Linked DNA regions of Mus musculus: all the other regions are linked to region 1. A link is a contact called in public promoter capture Hi-C data. All regions are on one chromosome and are shown on one strand. The core of a region is the stretch at or near the end of the contact, and the rest is flanking DNA. Distances in the headings are between cores, read along the strand shown. Region 1 holds the start of Slc9a8 (solute carrier family 9 (sodium/hydrogen exchanger), member 8). Region 2 holds the start of Sys1 (SYS1 Golgi-localized integral membrane protein homolog (S. cerevisiae)). Region 3 holds the start of Pcif1 (PDX1 C-terminal inhibiting factor 1). Region 4 holds the start of Zfp335 (zinc finger protein 335).

Evidence for each region. Promoter capture Hi-C pulls out the DNA fragments that hold promoters and counts their contacts. Capture Hi-C pulls out chosen DNA fragments and counts their contacts.
Region 2: a contact with region 1 is called in a promoter capture Hi-C map of liver, with 4 times the contacts expected there. The contact joins the promoter of Sys1 here to the promoter of Slc9a8 in region 1. A contact is called at or near these places in 2 of 39 promoter capture datasets (liver and pre-B cells) and 1 of 484 Hi-C or Micro-C datasets (B cells).
Region 3: a contact with region 1 is called in a promoter capture Hi-C map of liver, with 3 times the contacts expected there. The contact joins the promoter of Pcif1 here to the promoter of Slc9a8 in region 1. A contact is called at or near these places in 2 of 39 promoter capture datasets (liver and pre-B cells) and 1 of 484 Hi-C or Micro-C datasets (B cells).
Region 4: a contact with region 1 is called in a promoter capture Hi-C map of adipose tissue, with 3 times the contacts expected there. The contact joins the promoter of Zfp335 here to the promoter of Slc9a8 in region 1. A contact is called at or near these places in 1 of 115 datasets of contacts at active chromatin or transcription factors (thymic regulatory T cells) and 1 of 9 other capture datasets (adipose tissue).

Annotation. Positions count from the first base shown.
Region 1 is chr2:167,420,257-167,423,351 of GRCm38.p6, reverse strand. Slc9a8 (solute carrier family 9 (sodium/hydrogen exchanger), member 8) reads right to left here and starts at 1,642. Exons shown (of 17, transcript NM_148929.3): 1 at 1,587-1,642. The coding sequence starts at 1,600.
Region 2 is chr2:164,459,281-164,462,375 of GRCm38.p6, reverse strand. It overlaps Sys1 (SYS1 Golgi-localized integral membrane protein homolog (S. cerevisiae)), which reads right to left and starts at 1,405. Exons shown (of 4, transcript NM_025575.3): 1 at 1,256-1,405; 2 at 847-1,083. The coding sequence starts at 1,008.
Region 3 is chr2:164,877,729-164,880,823 of GRCm38.p6, reverse strand. Pcif1 (PDX1 C-terminal inhibiting factor 1) reads right to left here and starts at 1,456. Exons shown (of 17, transcript NM_146129.3): 1 at 1,335-1,456. 4930445K14Rik (a long non-coding RNA gene) reads left to right here. Exons shown (of 2, transcript XR_003953757.1): 2 at 783-3,095.
Region 4 is chr2:164,910,203-164,913,297 of GRCm38.p6, reverse strand. Zfp335 (zinc finger protein 335) reads left to right here and starts at 1,548. Exons shown (of 28, transcript NM_199027.2): 1 at 1,548-1,781; 2 at 2,426-2,676. The coding sequence starts at 2,476. Zfp335os (zinc finger protein 335, opposite strand) reads right to left here and starts at 1,865. Exons shown (of 2, transcript NR_166490.1): 1 at 1,548-1,865.

The sequences.
Region 1 (3,095 bases), core at 393-2,892:
GCAGGCAGGTGTGGGTGTGGTGGTACATGTCTTTAACCCCAGTACTCAAAAAACAGAGGCAGATCTCTTTGAGCTGGAGGCCAGCAGAGCAAGTTCCAGGATAGTCAGATCTACACAGAGAAACCTTGTCTGGGGTTGGGGGGAGGAGGATGCTCTCTGCCCCTTGAACTTAACGAGGGTAGCAGGGTATGTTAATCCATGCCTGTAATCTCTGCACTTGGGAGACAGATGCAGGAAAGCTAAGAGTTCAAGACCAAGGTCACCCTGGCCTACATACTGATACTCAGTGAGGACCAGTTTTATGGGCTACATGAACCTGTCTCAAAAAGAAAAACACAAACAGACTTCTAGGGTGGAACTGGAGTCTCCCTACACCCCAGTTTCAGTATTATTTACTTTCCTAGTCTACAATCTCCTTGAATTTTGGGTGCAGTGTGTGTGTTTGACTAAACTAGGGATTGACCTCAGGAATGGTGGGCAAGATTCCAGCCTTTAACTGACCAAGTCAGCTGAATCTGCCCCGTTTTTCTCCCTAGAATGCCCTAACCTACCCTACCAAACCCTTCTGGAATCTCAAATGGCTCAAGTTTCCTGCTCTGGAACATCCCACTCTATGCAAGGCTTCCGCCTGTGCTCTTAAGGTTAGGTCTGTAAACTAATGTAGTAGTGATGGAATTGTGACCACTGAGCACTGCCTCATTCCAGGACCCCATAAACTGATCAAGCTTCAAGCCCACATCTCAAAGCATTTGGCTCTGTATTACCTCTTTTATCTTGTCCTGCTGAGACTATGTGAATGTCTGGGACAGTACAGCTACACAACAAGATCTAATGACTTTCGCTCCTCAGTGGCCGAAGAGCTACCTGAAATGCTCTTAGTTAAAGTTCGGTATCAATTAAGGGGTTCCTTGTTAATTTTCTGGGGCTCATTTCAAAGAGAGAATTTGTAACACACAACAGTGTCCTGCCAAGCATGAAGATGGACTCGGGCCTTTTTAACACGTCATCTTCCCCATCTCTCCTCTAAGATTTCAAGCTGCGGGTCACGAGACGTCTTTCTCCCACCTAGGGTGGGCTCCTCTTCCCTCATGCTACCCAATTTCCATCCAAGCATCTGGCAAGGTCCAAAAACACCCAGTCCACACAAAAGTCTCCCACTAAAGCCTCGTGGCGGCTCCCTGCGGGCGGCTCCTGACGCCCAGGGCCGAGAAAAACGGTCAACTAGCAGTCAATGAATCAAAGAAACCTGCTGGGGGCAGACAAGAACAATGAAGGTTGCTGATGGTTACGGGGGATGCCAGGGGCTGCTCGTGGCAACGGGAGAACTTCCTGGATCAGGAGGAGGAGAGCCAGGGAACCCTGAGATAACCGGAAACCGGGAGCAGGAAGGACGTTCGCGGCTTCCGCCAGGCCTGCGCGTGGTCAGCAATGTCGGACCTCCGGGAGGCCTCAGGGCCCATGTTCTCATCCCGCCCCCCGCCAACCCTGGCTAGGTGGGCCCGCGCCACTCCACCCGGGCGCTCCAGGCCCGCTGTCGCCCGCCGGCCCGGCCCTGCCGCCTCCGCTACCCGAAGCCGCGCACTCACTCCTCCTCCGCCATCTTCTCCCCTATCCTGCGAGCTTCCGAGACTACAGAGTTCGGCGCCGCAGGGCTAGCGGGGCCGGCGGCTGCTTCCGGTTTCCGCTGCGGGCAGGGGCGGGGCTTGGCCTCCCAGGGCGACCCTCTGCGCTGTCCTCTCTGTGGCCTGGGAGTGGGACGACCTCTGGGGCTTTCTGTGGGCTTTTTCCGGCCAGGCTGTGTGACGATCTGGCCTTGGGACATCCGGACTTTTTTTTTTTTTTTTTTTTCCGGTCCCCGGGCGGGAAAGATTTGGAGGAAACTTTTGAGATCTGGGTGACTCAGCTGTGAGCCAAGCCGTCCGCCCCGCGTGAGAATCCCAGGGCTCAGAATGGGGGAAAGTGGTTTCTCTGGGCGTCCGGGCCGGCTGTGCGGAGCGGAGGGAGTCCGCAGGCGCGTTCCGAGGCGGCCTCAGTTTCCCCTGCTGTGGGGAGAGTAGACAGAGGGTCTTTGAAACGCTAGACAGTGTACTTACTCCGATTATAAAAGTTGAGAGCTAGCAAGGCAGAGGTTGGACATTCCCCATTGGTTTATTGGTTGGTGTGGTAGATGTGAAAATGAGATCCAGGACAACTTGAGGGGTTTCATTCTCGCCTTCCTCCGTGTTGGTCCTCGGCATTGAACTCTGGTAATACGGGTTGGCGGCACCGCCTTTACTCATTGAACTATCCCAACAAATTTTTCTTAACCTTTGTGTGTGCGGGGGTGGGTGGGGTACATTAGGAGGTCCCAGGTTATCAGATGTCTTCCTTACTCACGCTCCACCTTAGTTATGAGACAGTGAACCTGAAACTAGGGACGCGACATAGTGGCTAGCCAACAACTCCCAGGGATCCTCCTTCTCAGTCTCCCTGTCCCTATGGTTACAGATGCCAACAGCTATCCCTGGCTTCTGTGTGGATGTTGGGAATACCAACTGAGGTCCTCGTGCTTGCGTAGCAAGCGCATTGCCCACTGGGCTTTCAACACCGAAGATAACTTGAACTGTCTAGTCTGTATTGCTTAAAACTGGCCTGGTACTGCTGAGGTCTTTATGGGACCTTCTGGGTGTTCTCCTTCAGGGCCCCTTCCACCCTAGGTAGTTCCCCCCCCCCCCCCCACTTAATAACGCTTAACAGATATGTCACTTTCCCAAAGAACGATCCTTCTGTCTCATCCTCTTGAGCAGTTGGGACTGGAGGGTGAGAGACACCCCTCCCCACCCCCATTCAGGCATCTGTCTACTTCTGTACAGGGGTGGAACCTAGGGCAACACATATGGCAGGCAGGTGGTCTTCCATTCAGCTAACATGCCCAAGTTCTCTGTAGAGACCTACTGTATGCTGAGATGTACCTTGTGGGGTTCAGACTATACAAAGGAACTAGGAAAGCCAGGTATAAGGCAAGATAAAATTAAACGAACAAGGGAAGCCTCACACATTAGCTGAGAACAAAAATTCCAGCACAATTAATGTGTGCCAAGAAGGCTGCCCACGTA
Region 2 (3,095 bases), core at 156-2,655, 3.0 Mb after region 1:
TCCCGAGTGCTGGGATTAAAGGCGTGTGCCACCACACCCGGCACGAAGCATTTTCTTATTCTTAAACCCCTCTGGGCCTTTTAACATTTTACTATAGGTAACATGACAGGATTATCCTGCTCACTTTGCAGAGGATAAAAGGGATTGGAAAGGCAAAACAACTCTTCAAGTTCTCTCAGCTAGATTGGACCCTAAGCACAGCAGGCTCTTTGAACAGTTCACCACCTCGTACCAACAGTGTGATATTGCAGACGGGAGAGGAAACATTTGCCCAAGTCACAGGGCAGAGAGGAATTTAAAGGGACCTATCTGACACCAAGTCTTAACAGTTTCCACTTCATCATTACGGATGCCCTTTTGTCTATCCCTCTTCTTACTGTGGCTCCTGACAAGCTCAGCTGGGAGAAAGGAAGTCATTTTTCTAGAGGGTTTCAAGAAAGAGACATCATGTTTGCCCGGGACACAAGTCTGTTGACTGTAGTATCTGCCATGTGTGTTCAACCTCTAGCCACAAGCTGCGGAGCTGGCTACGAGGCTAAGCGCATAGGCAGCCAACACAACACTGTAAGGTTCTTTAAAACCCTATGAGATTTTGCTTGTTTGTATCTCGAACGCGCAGTTCCTGAGCGTGAACTTTGTAGATCACTACTTTGCTTCCTAGACTCTATCTCCTTCCCTGTTCTCGTCGTTCCGTTTTACAGATGGGCACCGGGGTCGCGCGGGGAGCGCACACTGAAATCCCTTCTTAAAAAAAAAAAGTGTCCACAAAATGAGAACTTGGCCCAGCCGGATTTAGAGCTCGGCGGTGCCCCACCACAAAACCCCACTCCTTTCCGCTAAGCTTACCTCCGCGTCGAACATCTGGTCCAGGGACGGGCTGCTGCGCACCAGCGCGTCCACCAGCGCCAGCCACAGGCCCAGAGAGCCATAGTAGACGGTCTGCATGAGTACGATCTGCGACAGGATTAGCAACGGGTCCCACACGTAGCTGCGGAACTGGCCCGCCATGCCGGCCCGCGGGGCTCGGCAGCCGCCCGCGCCTGTCAGTGCCACCACGCCATCGTCCCGCGGCCGCCGGGATACCTGCGGGAAGACACAGGGAGCTGCAGCCGGCGGGCCGGCCGTCGCCTTGGTAACGGCGCGGGAGGGAGGGAGGAGGGCCTGGGACCCGGGAGCAAGCCCATTCCCGGGTGGGAGAGGCGGGGCGGGCGGACCCACCCGTTCCGACCGCCGGGCTCCTCCCGGGTTCACTCACCCGCGACCGGCTCGAGGGTCGAAGCGTCGGAGCGCGACCGGACCTCGGCACTGGCCTCCTGACACAGCGCTGACAGACAGGACCATGGAGCGGAGGACCCGCCGGCCTAGAGAGGCCGAATAGCTGCGGCCCACGGCTTCCTGGGAAGGGAGAGCTTCCGGGGACGGCAACCGAGGGGCATTGCGCAGACGCAGTGGATGAACCCTACACGCCATCCAAAGGGGCCCTTGCGAGCAGCCCGGAAATAAACTCTGCACATGCGTAAGATGAAGGATGAAGGCAAACGGAAATGAGGCACAAAACCGTGGGTCTTGCGCGCCCTCTAGAGGGAGATTTTTAAAATCCAGCAGGTCCATTCCTAGGAGGGAAAGGGGTGGAAGGTCTAGACTTTAAAAATAAAATAAATAAAATAAATAAAAAATAAAAAATAAAATAAAATAGCATTCACTGAGGAATGGTGAGATGGTTAGAGGGCTAGATGCTTGCTGCCAAGACTGACGACCATTTTATATCTTGAACTCACATGTTGGAAGAAAAGAACTGACTGCCTCCTGTAAGCTATCATCTGACTATCACACTCATAGAAATACAATGATAACAATATAAAAAAATTTTTTTTTGTTTTTTTTCGAGACAGGGTTTCTCTGTGTAGATCTGGCTGTCCTGGAACTCACTCTGTAGACCAGGCTGGCCTCGAACTCAGAAATCCGCCTGCCTCTGCCTCCCAAGTTCTGGGATTAAAGGCATGCGCCACCACACCCGGCAACAATTTAAATTTAACAAAAGGGAACTTTTCTTTTTTTTTTTTTTTAAAGACAGAGTCTCGTGGGACCCCGACTTAGAGCGTTTCTCCCTGGAAGGTAAAGCCCCTGGACGTTCCCCAAGCTTGTTTCCCCCGATCTCTAAAATACAGCCAGAAAGAAGCTCTTTGTTCTCTATAGCCAGCAAAAAGCCTTTTTGTTTCTATACTTTACAACCAGAGATGCCTGCCTTCCTGTGCCGAGGACATGGAGATAAAAATTCAGAAAGAACTCACTCCCCACTCCTGCCTTGTAAATTTCACCAAGGACACCCGGAAGAGAAGAACTCTCCTCCCAACTCCTCCCAATTCCCCAGCTAGCTGTTAAAAGCCCCCTACTGTCACCGCTCAGGGTCAACTCCCAGCCCCTGCACAGCAGAGGGACTTCATCCTCAGCTACCTAATAATAAAACCTCTTGCAGTTTGCATCAGGTGTGGTTTTCTCTCGGGTCACTGGGGTGCTGGCCAACTCATCCTGGGACTTGAGCAGAGGCCCAGCTTCAGGGGTCTTACAGTCTCACTATGTAGCCCTGGATGGTCTGAAACTTGCTATATTCCAGACCCACATGGAATTCCCAAGGACTCCCAAGGAAATAATACATTTTAAAAAATGACTATTTTCATTTTAGATTCTCAGTGTTTTCTTTCTTTAGTACAGAGTTTTCAGGCTCTTTTTTTTTTTTCTTTTGGCCTCTGCTCCCATTATACACATGTTTAAACTAAAGGTCAGAGAAGAGGGGCAACATACTGTCTTTTGTTTTTGTTCTTGTTTTTGGAGACAGGGTTTCTCTGTGTAGCCCTGGCTGTCCTGGAACTCACTCTGTAGACCAGGCTGGCCGCAAACTCAGAAATCCACCTGCCCCTGCCTCCCAAGTGCCGGGATTAAAGGCATGCGCCACCACTGCCCAGCTAACAAACACTCTTAAAAACATAAAGTTAGCCAGATGGTAGTGGTGCACACTTTTAATTCCAGCATTCAGGAGGCAGAGGCAGGTGGATCCCTGTAAGTTTGCAGCCAGCCTGGACTACAGCATGAATTCC
Region 3 (3,095 bases), core at 207-2,706, 2.5 Mb after region 1:
GAACTACCAAAGAATTTGTAACTTTAGGGCAGGGTCTCACACAGCTGAAACTGGCGTAAAACTCCTAATGATCCTGCCGGAATCGGAGTGTTAAAGATTATCGCCCTTAGTCATCCTATCCTGCCTTGGTCATCCATCCATCTCTTAAGTGCTAGAATTTCAGATCTGTGCCTTCACCCTCGACAAGATTTTATTTTTAAACGCACCCCAGATGGGACTGGGAGACAAGATGACACACTTTTGCACTTTACACAGCTTGAAAATGTTAACTTGGAACTTGTTAAGTGCTGGTAATAAAGCTACTTAGTACACTGACTGCCCGGCATATGTGAAACCTAGGGTTATATCCCCAGTACCACATACACACACATTAGAGCCAGGTGTAGTGACAGACGACTTTAATCCCAGCACTAAAGACACAGGGTTTCTGTGAATTCGAGGGCAGCCTGTTCCACATAGTGAGTTACAGGATAGCCAGGGCTACACAGAGACCCTGTCTTTTAAAAATAAGATAAACTCGCGTAGATAGGTGCAGCAGGTCTCTGGCCAAAACGCCAGCTCTGAAGTTGGCCAGACCCAAGTTCAAGGCCGTGCTGCCGTCCTGACACCTACGTCAGAACCATCTGACCCCTGCACCGTAGTCTAGCGTTCTGTGGACTCTCGCTGCTGCTCCCATTAAGTGACTGTTTTCACTTAGCCTGTGCCTTCCGGACCCCCACGCATACCAAAGTCGGAGAAGCGCAGCGTAGTCTAGAGACAAACAACTGTATCTGCGCAAGCAGCGGAACTCGGACTAGAAAATGCATCCGATTCCGGGATTGGAGGAACATGGGCGGGATCACATACCAGAGTACCAATCATAACGCCCCGGCTCTGGTGGGCGGAGCCACGCAGGCGCACAGACGGGAACCCTCCCCCACCCCGCTCCCAGCGCGCTCCCGCCTGCCCCTCCCGCAAGCCCAGCGGGGGCGGGAAGTCTGGCGCGCGCGCGCCGGCCCTTCGCCCGGGCTCCGCCCCCCGCCCTGCCGCGCGCTCCCGCCCCCGGGCTGAGGCGACTCTGAGTCGGAGCCCGACACAAAGGCGGTGGCGACGGCGGCAGCGGCAGCAGCGAAGGGACCCTAGAGGCCGCTCCGCCCGGGCTCTCCGGGCCCACTGCACTCACCCCAGCCGGCAGTCCTGCTGCCCACCCGCGGCTCTAAGATGGCGGCGACGAAAGAGACCGGGCGAGCGGCAGCCCCGAGCGGGAAGCGCCGGAGGGGCCTCCGCCGTCCTGCTTCGGACTCCCGGACCCAGGCGCGGCACGCAGCGGGACCGTGGCTTCCTGGGGCTCTTACCTGCCCGAAGCGGACTCGAGGGGATGCGGCCACACGTTCTGCTCGACCGCCCGTTTTGCCGCCTCCGCCTCGCCCTCCCCAGCGCCGCTGCCGCCATCTTGTGTCCCGGGCCGGGACTCCGCGCTGCGCATGCGTCGGTACCGCCTCTGAAGGACCTCGCCACGGCCGCGCCGCCATCTTGAGTGTGGCAACGTTGACTGGCTCCCCAGACCTTGATGGCTTTCGCCCCCACCCCCCGCCCCCAACTCCCCATTTTCCGGTTGATCTGGGTGGTCCCTTGTGGTCCTGAGGATGGGGAAAAACAGCGTTGCTATTCTTGAAACGTAGGTGGGAAGGAAGGAATCTATCGCACACCCCTGCCTCAGTTTCCCTGCCGAACGCATTCGCAGGGGCTGAAGATCTAGGACACTTTAGGGGGCACGAAGCTGGTCTAGAGTCTTCTGGGGGCTCTGGCTCAGTTGCCGACATAGGCGGAGCGGTGACGTAGGCCCTGCACGTTGGGTCCTGGCCTGCACAGTGCTCTGCCGCTTCCAGCTGGTGTCCTCTCGGGGCCTCTGCCCTCTAAGGGTCCTGGAATGTTAACTCTCTCTGCCTAGAGGCCAGGTGACGAAGACGTGCAAATCGAACCTTTGCGCGTTAGCAACCTGCTCACAAATTGCTCTTGAATAGTCGTAGCTTTTGGAGGAGTGCAAATAGGGTAGATGTGGCTTTGGGCAGTTGTAAAGTTGTGAAGGCTGCACACAGCTTAGTGGGAGACGCTTCTGCAAGGGGCCATCGTCGGGCTCCCTTCCGGAATTAGGCTCCTAGCTCCACCCACTTGTGGCCTCCTAAGGAAGCTGTTGCCCAGTTAAGGTAACTTGAAAGGAGGACAAGTTTGCCACCTGCTGCTGGACTAGCGTAGCAGATGGCCCAGCTGGTCAGCCTCTCAGGTCTATGACGCTGTCGGCGCTGGCTGCCCAGTAACTTGGAGCTGGAATGTTGGGAGGTCAGGAAAAATGGTCAACAATATAAACTAGTAAGAGTTGGAGGAGGATCTTGTCTAGTCTGCCCACAGACACCTGACCATCGACCCCAGGTGTGTCCATCTTAGGGATTTTTTTGTTCTTTTGGTTTTTTGATAGTTCTGCTATATAACCCTGGCAGACCAGGAACTCAGCAGTCTGTCTGCCTGCTGGGTGCTGAAATTAAAAGCATACACCATCATGCATCTCGAATCTTGGGAGACTGATAAAGGGTCACTAGTTTGAGAGGTCAGCAGGGCTACAAGATACTTGCTTTAAAAAGGAAAGTTTAACTTGGGAGGCAGAGGCAGGCAGATTTCTGAGTTCGAGGCCAGCCTGGACTACAGAGTGAGTTCCAGGACAGCCAGGGCTACACAGAGAAACCCTGTCTCGGGAAGAAAAAAAAAAAAAAAAAAAAAAAGGAAAGTTTAAAAGGGGAGTTGGTTAGGGGTGTAACTCAGTGTTTCCCTAACCTCTGACCCTGTTCCAGTTCTGGTTTTTGGTTTGGTTTTTTTTTTTTTTTTTTTTTTAAAGATTTATTTATTATATGTAAGTACACTGAAGCTGTCTTCAGACACTCCAGAAGAGGGCGCCAGATCTCGTTACGGATGGTTGTGAGCCACCATGTGGTTGCTGGGATCTGAACTCCTGACCTTCGGAAGAGCAGTCGGGTGCTCTTACCCACTGAGCCATCTCACCAGCCCCTTGGTTTGGTTTTTAAGCTAGCCAGGTGCGATAGTTCCTTTACCCGCAGGACTCC
Region 4 (3,095 bases), core at 299-2,798, 2.5 Mb after region 1:
AGGAGGTACAGTGAGGATGGGCCTCCTCCACAGGCCTCTTGGTCTATTTCTATCAAAGAGGAAACACGAGGAAGGGAGAACTTTCTGTGACAAGAGCGTAGGAGCCCTTGTGTCCAGGTGCTAGTGATAACTCAAAGCCACTTGTCCTTTTCACTGAATTCATTTTTCTTCTCCTCTTTTTTTTTTGTTTGTTTATTTTTTGAGACAGGGTTTCTCTGTGTAGCCCTGGCTGTCCTGGAACTCACTCAGTAGATCAGGCTGGCCTCGAACTCAGAAATCCGCCTGCCTCTGCCTCCCAAGTGCTGGGATTAAAGGAGTGTGCCATCACCGCCCCGCTTTTTTTTTTTTTTTTTTTTTTTTTAGTACACGGTTTTTGTGTCCTGAAACTAACTCTGTAGACCAGGCTGGCTTTGAACTCACAGAGATCCACCCGTTTCTGCCTTTCCATTTCTGGGTTTAAAGGTGTGTGCCACCACTCCCTGGCTCTTTCCATTTCCTTTTCTTTCTCTCTTTTTTTTTTCTTTTCTTCTTCTCTTCTCTTTTCTGTTTTGAGATATGGTCTCGCTATGTAGACCTGGCTGTTCCGGAACTATGTAGAGCAGACTGGCCTCAAACTCACAGAAATCCGCCTGCCTCTGCCTCCCAAGTGTTAGGACTCAAAGGCGTGCAGCACCAGGGCCCGGCTTTAAGCATGTATTTATTGTTATGTCTGTAAGTGCACACATGACACTAAGAGCGCGTGGAGGTGGGTGGACAGCCTGGAAGAGACGGTTCTCTCCTTTTACCATGTGGTTTCTGGGAAAAACTTACTACATAGCTCCAGCTGGTCTATGTAAGTCAAGTGAGGTTAGCCTGCCTCTCCGGAGTGCTAGATTAAAAGCATGAGCCACCACCACACTGGGCCCAAGGACTGTAGACTTCTAAAAATACCTAACACTGCCTGCGTGCGTGCATGCGCGTCTATGAGCGCGTGTGTATGCTAGGAATAGGACGCAGGGCCTCGTGTTTGCCACTGAGCTAATTCCCCAACTTCTAAACACACCTACACTGATCAGAGGACAGCTGGGTGTCTGGCCCTCCAGTCCTAGTAAGAAATACAGCTGCGAAGTGCACCGTGGCCTAAGCATTAACTCTTCTTCAAACATCCCTGACCTCTGCCATTACCCGATCCCCCAAGTCGCCTTAGTTGTGATTCCTGACCAGCCTTTCCTGTCCTCAAACCTCGGTTTTGCCATCTGTACTACGGCACAGCAAGCCCAACCCGGGAGAACCCGATCTGGCTCGAGTGGAGCTTTAAGCTACAGGTGAAAAACCAGGAAAATGACTGACGTTCCCTCCCCTCTGGACACCTCTAAACCATCCCAGGTCGCGACGGTTCTCTAAGCGACCCCTGGAGGTGTGGCTAGACGCTGGGGGCCACACCCACGAGAGCCGGGCGCCTCCGCCGCGCCTTGTCCGGCGAGTCCGGGCTGGGACCTGCGTGACGTCATGCCACTTCCCGTGTAGCCCTCCGCCACACGAAAAAGTAGTCCCCGTACCCAGCTGACCTCAGCCCTAACACCGGGCAGCATGTGACTTCTAGAGTCCTCCTGGACCCGACGACGGCTCTGAGTCCTCCGAGAGGCCTTCTGAAACCCCGCAGATCTCTCTCTCCCGGGGGGACGGCGGCGGAAGTAGTTCCGGTTCGAGGGCGGCCGATGGGTTCCTCCGCGACGGGGGTGAGAGGATGGCGACCTCGTCGATGCCGGAGTCGGAGAGCGACACAGCAGCCAGAGGCTCAGGTTAGCGGCAGCCGGAGGCGGGCTGCCCCTCCGCACACTGCCGTGCACCGGGGCCCTGCCGCGAGGCTGCCGGGTGGCGGACTCCCGGGCCGGCGGGGCTGTCCGAACAGGGCCCCGGGGTCCCAGGCCCTTTAGCCGCTCTCGCATTTGCCTGAGCGGAAACCCAGCGCCGCCACAAGATGGCGCCGGGCCTGGAGCTCAGGCAGCGCCGGGGACAGCCCCGAGACACCAGGCCCCGCGACCGTCGCTGTCAGCCCCCTCCGCAGGGGAGTCCGGGGAGGGGGAGTGAACCACTGACCCCGGGGGCCTGCGGGCTGTACCACCGGCTCCTCATCCGAGGGGACACGGGGGCCGGAGCGCCGGGCCGCTGTGTCCGCCCAGGGTCGATTCATGCCTCTGGGAGGAGCAAGGAGCCGTGATCACCCACCGGGACCACCCTTCTTCCCAAAGGGTCCTAGCCTGAGAGGCCAGGCGTCCCTATTCTTTTCTGGAAGGTTCCCTTTCCAGGAAACCCCGTCCCATCTAGTCCGATGCTCAGTCTTTGCATCTGCAGAATGGGCACACCGGTGCATCTGGGTGGGTTCTGCTTGGCCGGGCCCGAAAGGTGGACCACTTGTTGCAACCATGGTCGTATCGCCCAGCAGAGTGAAAGCCTCAAACCCCGCGCTTCGCTGTCAGTCGGTCCCCAGAACCAATGGAGGAGAACGAGGTGGAGAGCAGTAGCGACGCGGCCCCTCGGCCCGGCCAGCCTGAGGAGCCTTCTGAGAGCGGCCTGGGTGTGTGCACCTCGGAAGCTGTGTCCGCGGACAGCAGCGACGCTGCGACCGTCCCAGGATTAACGGAGGCTGACGACTCTGGCGTCGGGCAGAGCTCGGACGGTGGCAACCACTCTGTGGTATGGATCAGTGTGGATGGTGTGGGCAGGGGGACCGTCAGCAAAGCCTACTTGTAGAAAATAACTGTTTTTGAGGCAGACGCCAAGCCATGCCATGCCAAACTGCTGTGGTCGGTTTTGACAAGTCCCATGGCTAAGAGACATACTTAAACCACTTGTTTCCAGAATCTTCAGAAAGGGAAACTGAGGCAGAGCGTGCTTGCTATCGACAGAGCCAGAATTATCCATGGTCTTACCCAGAGCCCTCAGGCTCCATGAGCCCGGTTCAAATGTTGATCCATCTCAGTTATCTTAGTCTTCCCATCTGTCAAATGGAACGGGAGGGCCGGGTTCTATGGGTGCTAGGCTGTAAGGGGAAACTGAGCCATGTTTTCCTGACCCATTACTTTGTGATTTGAGCAGGTTACCCAGGTTCTAGC